Linked DNA regions of Sus scrofa: region 1 is linked to region 2. The links are chromatin contacts, called in public promoter capture Hi-C maps. All regions are on one chromosome and are shown on one strand. Each heading gives the region's core, a stretch centred on a gene start, on an enhancer-like site or on the middle of the called end of the contact. The rest is flanking DNA. Distances are from core to core; before and after follow the strand shown.

What was found. Promoter capture Hi-C pulls out the DNA fragments that hold promoters and counts their contacts.
Region 1: a contact with region 2 is called in a promoter capture Hi-C map of liver, with 10 times the contacts expected there. The contact joins the enhancer-like site here to the promoter of BCAR3 in region 2. A contact is called at or near these places in 3 of 5 promoter capture datasets (fetal skeletal muscle and liver), 6 of 47 Hi-C or Micro-C datasets (embryonic fibroblasts, epiblast stem cells, liver and 1 more) and 2 of 2 datasets of contacts at active chromatin or transcription factors (alveolar macrophages and skeletal muscle).

Annotation. Positions count from the first base shown.
Region 1 is chr4:123,530,685-123,533,384 of Sscrofa11.1, reverse strand. The region is part of intron 2 of BCAR3 (breast cancer anti-estrogen resistance protein 3); the gene reads right to left. Among named protein-coding and RNA genes, the nearest start is that of BCAR3, 91 kb to the right of the region's middle. Within about 2 kb of position 1,319, at least 6 of the 83 cell types and tissues checked have an H3K27ac peak or open chromatin away from gene starts, as enhancers often do. A contact at or near this core is called in embryonic fibroblasts and liver, where this site is marked.
Region 2 is chr4:123,439,014-123,441,824 of Sscrofa11.1, reverse strand. BCAR3 (breast cancer anti-estrogen resistance protein 3) reads right to left here and starts at 1,254. Exons shown (of 13, transcript XM_003125890.6): 1 at 1,097-1,254.

The sequences.
Region 1 (2,700 bases), core at 70-2,569, 91 kb before region 2:
CTAACCAATATGTGCCTTCCCGAGAGGGGACCCTGAGTGATGGGGGCCCCAGCCACAAGTTCCTGCCTCTGGAACAGAAGCAGCCTGAGGACCAGTCTCAGCCGAGCACCATCTCCCCACACACGTCAGGTGAGCCGGGCAGTGAGAAAAGCCCCAGGGCTTCCAGCCATGGGACATTTCTTCACAGAGGCATAGTATTTTTTTTTTGCCCTTGCTTTTCAGGGCTGCACCTGTGGCATATGGAAGTTCCCAGGCTAGGGGTGGAATTGGAGCTGGAGCTGCTGGCCTACACCACAGCCACAGCCACGTCAAGTCCTTACCCACTGAGTGAGGCCAGGGATCGAACCTACATCTGATGGATACTAGTCAGGTTCATAACCCACTGATCCACAGCAGGAACTCCCAGGCATAGCACTTTGAAAAAGATAAAAATTAACAAACATTTATAAAAAGCTAAATAATATAAAGCCATTGAGACAAAAAAAAAAAAAAAAAGACGCCGTGTAGACTGAGCAGCACGGTGTGGAGTGTGGGGACAGGACCACAGGGCACCTGTATGGCCCTGGGGGCCTTTTTTGCCCCCATCACGCCCACTTTCTGAGCCTGCCCCCAGGGCCTCTCCACAGGTGAATATGCTCTGTTTTCTGTGTCTCTAGGCCCTGCAGGACCAGAAAATGAGGGCTGCCTTGGGGCTCCAGGTTCTCTCAGTGACCAGGCAGGGGGTGCCTGAGGCAGAGAACCCCGTCCTGTGCCTGAGCCCCAAGTCTTCCAACCCCTATGTGCCGCTTAGCCGCCTTCTCTGAGAGCACCTGGGTCACTCCCGAGCAGGGCAGGACCTGGCCCAGGGGAGGGACTGGGTGAAGAACCCAGGCCAGGCACAAGCCTGTGGCTGCGGCTGCGCGGTGGACGCACGGCTTCATCCACAAAAGACACCTCACTGCCCTTAAGCTATTGACCCGTCACATCTGAACCTGAGGAGAGACATGGTCACACTAGAAAAGCTTGGGGCCAACACACATGCCCTTGTACACATGCCAGTCCATGGCCCCCGGGAGCCAATCCCTGCTGATGCTCCCTTTACGTGGTCCGAGAATCCCGGTTGCTGCTCAATGTCTAAGGTGCAGCAGTGTGCGTGGGGGGTAGGCGATGGGCGGGTTTATATAGGCAGAGGGAGGATGTGGGTGGATAGGAACTTCCTGGCCCAAGCCCACGGGCCAGAAAAATTCTGAAAAACTGGCACAGCTCAACTACCTTCTCTCTGTGCCCTCTGCTTATCAGCGCAGGTCCAGGGTCAGGGGAGGTCCATGGCCCTGGTTCTTGGACCCAGCACCTGGCTTTGAGCAATGGAAGTAGGTGCCGGGGCCACCAGGTCCTGCACGAGTCCGTGGAGTCCCTGGGCTCAGGCGCAGATCCCGCCTGGCGGGGAGGCTTGAGCCCTGTCCCTGCTTTGACTCTGCTGCGCCACCACTGTGCTCCCTCGTGGCCATGAGCCACGACACTTATGACGACGGAGGTCAGGTAACAGACCTGATGCTCTTTGGAACCTGCACACCAGCGGGGCGGAACTGACCAGGTCCCAGCCCTCCTCCCAGGAGCCTCGGGCATCGCATTTCACAGCTCACCTGCCTCAGGTCCTCCCACGGGAAGGAGAGGGTCTGCTCCACCTGGATTTGTTTTTTGAGACCTGGACCCATGGCATATGGAGTCTAGTCCCAGGCTAGGGGTCAAGTCGGAGCTACAGCTGCCAGCCTACACCACAGCCTCTGCAACGCCAGATCTGAGCTGCGTCTGTGACCTACACCACAGCTCACGGCAACGCTGGATCCTTAACCCACTGATTGAGGCCAGGGATCGAACCCGCATCCTCATGGATGCTAGTTCTCAACCCATTGAGCCACGTTGGGAACTCCTCCCACCTTGTTTTGAATTTCAAAAACACTGTAGTCCCTTTGGGAATACTCGTGTTTTCCTTACAGTTGGAGTGGCAGCTGCCCGTGTACCTCAGAGGCTTCAGGCCTGACCCTGGTCGAGCCCAGGGCTGGGTCTCTGGGACACAGCCAAACAGGCCTGGAGACCCTCGAAGCATCCTGCTTTCTGTGGTCTACGGTTGGCTGCCGAGGCGTAAGACGGGAGAGCTTGCAGGTGGGCCTGCCACAGCGCACAGGTGGCTGCTCAGAGGTGACAGGGAAATGGAATTCTGGGCAGTCAAGCCCTCCTCTGGTTGTTAGAGCGGAGGTACAGTCTTGTGGCGAGGGATCTTACTTGGAGGGATAAGAACACAGTCATAAACTAAGAAGGCTACTTTTTTTGTTTTTCCTTTTTGGCCGCCCTTCAGCTCATGGAGATCAGATCCAAGTCTTAGTCACCGCCTGAGCTGCAGCTAAGCCGGATCCTTAACCGCCTGTGCCGGGCCTGGGGATTGAACCTGCATCCCAGCACTCCCAAGACACCGTCGATCCCATTGTGCCACAGTGAGAATGCCACAAAAAATTTTTTTAAAACATCATTTGCTTTTTAAAGATCAGCTTTGTGTGTGTGTGTGTACGTGTTGTGTGCAAGCGTGCGGGTGGAGCGCTCAGCCTCTGTGTGGCACTGCCTCTCTAAAGAGACAGAGGCTGGTTGTGAGCCCTGGGAGGGTTGGGCCTCTGTCGGGGTCTGATGGAGAGTCACTGCAAGTTCTTAGGCAGGACAGTGACCCGA
Region 2 (2,811 bases), core at 5-2,504:
TTTTCTTAACTTTTTTTTTTCCTGCTTTTTAGGGTGGCACCTGCAGCATATGGAGGTTTCCAGGCTAGGAGTTGAATTGGAGCTGTAGCCACCGGCCCACACCACAGCAACACAGGATCCAAGCAGCGTCTGCAACCTACACCACAGCTCACGGCAACGCCAGATCCTTAACCCGCTGAGCGGAGCCAGGGATCGAACCCGAAAACTCGTGATTACTAGCAAACTTATGGTTAGTAGTCGGGTTTGTTAAACACTGAGCCACGACGGGAACTCCATGCCTCTAAATATTTCTATGAACAAGGAGATTCTCTTACATAAAAAGAGCACAATGACCAACTTTAGGAAACTCAACATCGACAGAATACTATCATCTAAACCCATCAAAGGTCAGTCACGTGTTCATTTAGCTGTCATGTCTATTTAGGCTCCTTTAATTTGGAACAGGTCTTCAGCCAGCCTTTCTTGACCTTGACATTTTTGAAGGGCACTAGCCAGCTTTTTGGTAGTCCGTTCCTGGAATTTATGTGTATCTGGTGTTTCAGGTTTAGATTTAGGGAAGCTTTCGTGGGGCAGGAAAATCACAGGAGAGGAGGTTGTATCCTTCTCAGCCTGAGGGGATCCACGATGCGGGTCTGTCCCAAGAGCCGGGACCCTTTGATGGCTCTCGGGATAGGGCCACAGCCTTTGTGAAGACCGCCCTCTGCTGGTCATTTTCAACATTGCCGCTGCCGTGCCTCCGCTGCTATGATTGACAAAGGGCCAGAGGCCCTGAAGTCTAAACCCTGAGCATTTATTGTGAGACCTTGGAAGTTTTTCAGCCTTACTGAATCCCGACTGCCTCTTCTATAAAAAAAAAAAAAAAAGATGACAGTCCCTGCCCTGCTTCCCTTATAGATGGTTTCGTGTGAAACGGTCCTACAAAGGCAGTCAGGCGGTGTTTTAAGCTAATGCCTAAACGTGCTTCTAGGACCCCTCTGCGGGCCCAGCCCCCAGGTCCCTGAGTGCCAAAACTGCCCTTCGGGACTCGCGGCCACACCCTGCCAAGCCTCGCGTGGGTACCCCCTGTGTGCCTGCCGTGGCAGAGCTGCCTCCTTACCTGAGGTTTCCAAGAGCAGCAGGTTCCCATGAGCCACGCCGTGAAGGCACACGGGGAGGTCTGGCCTTCAGTGTTCCTGCCCTGGGGGTCCAGATGCTGGGGGGGCGGGAATCTCCGCTGCTCTGGGCACCGATGGTTACGCAGCACCAACTGGGGTTGCCTGCGCTCCACTGCTCAGCCGGCTGGCGGATGGTGGTAAAATTGACCTCTGCCCTTCCGCCCACGTCTCCCATCTCCCGAAACCCAGGGACACGTGTGTTTTCAGCAACTTAGGCATAGGGTTTTCACCTGCGCCAACCCCGGGACTTGTGCAAACCCTGCTCTTACCCAGACCTTAGCTCTCTTGCCACATTTTCTTTGCGTCCTTCTCAGAAGCTTAGGTGCGCCCCCCCCCCCCACTTCTTTCCATCTACCTGCCTTCTTTCCTACTTTCAATAAACATTTATTGAGCACCATCTATACGCCAGGCTCCTCACTGGAGCTCCATGGAGAGCAGAATGCCCAGTTGCCCCGCAGGGCTTATCTTTCATTGAGTGATAAGCAGAGCAGCGATTACATCAGAAACGAGATCCCCGTGCCTTCCCAGGCAGGCTTTTCTTGTTCCATGTGACTCGACCCCACTCTGCCTCCCACGTGGCCCGGAGCGTCCTCTTTATAGCTTTATGGTTACTGAGTGCTCTCCCAGGACCAGGGAGCTTCGTTGTGCAGGCCCAAAGGAGAAGCTCAGAGAATTACGAGAACGAAGTGGCTCAAGCAGAGAACTATTTGTCAGCATGAAATAGTTGTTTCTTTTCTTACTGGAATTTACTCTTGAGCAGAGGCATCTGTAGTATATTCAGCTGGAGCCATTCCCGGAAGCATCTGTGGGGTTTTCTTACTTGGGGGCATCTCGGGGTTCTTGAGAAGCCAGTGGTGGGGTTCTGCACCTGCTCAGAGGAAGAAGCGTCAGTCACACCGACGCGGGCTCCGTGCGGGCTGAGGTCCAAGGGCACAGACTCTGTAAAGCTAGTGCCGGGGTTAGTGTGGGACTCAGGCCAGAAGGCACTGGCGGGGGTGGGGCTGGGGGCGGGGCGGGGGCAGGCCTGGGCCGGAGTGAAGGACCAGCCTGCCAGCTTCCCCTCATCCGCAGGACTGGAGGAGCCCACTTCTCACCCGTGTAGAGACACCACTGCTGGACTCATCTGCTTCACGGTGCTTTGGAGCGGAAAAGGGCATAAAAGCATATGCACCGTTTGTGCAGTGATGTACCAGCAGATGTATAGGAAACATGTTTGGATCAGAAACATGAATAAGGAGGCACTTGATTTGGGGGGGGGGTGGCGTGCCTGCAGTGTGTGGAAGCTCCCAGGCTAAGGGTCAAATGGGAGCTACAGCTGCCGACCTGCGCCACAGTCACACCAGATCCCAGCCTCGTCTGCAACCTGCAGCACCCCCTCACGGCCACCCTGGACCCTTGACCCACTGAGAGAGGCCAGGGATTGAACCCGCATCCTCATGGATACTAGTTGAGTTTGCTACTGCTGCGCCACGAAGGGAACTCCTAAGGAGGCACTCTAGAATGCAATTTGACAGGGTTCGGTTAGGGAGCTTGTCTCCGGCTGGTTAGGCGTGGGTAAGAACAGAACCGATTAAGGAGCCGTGGTCGGGACCCGTGTTGGGTTTACACTGGTCTGATTCACACCTGCTCCTCTTCCTCATTCTTGTGGACATTCCAC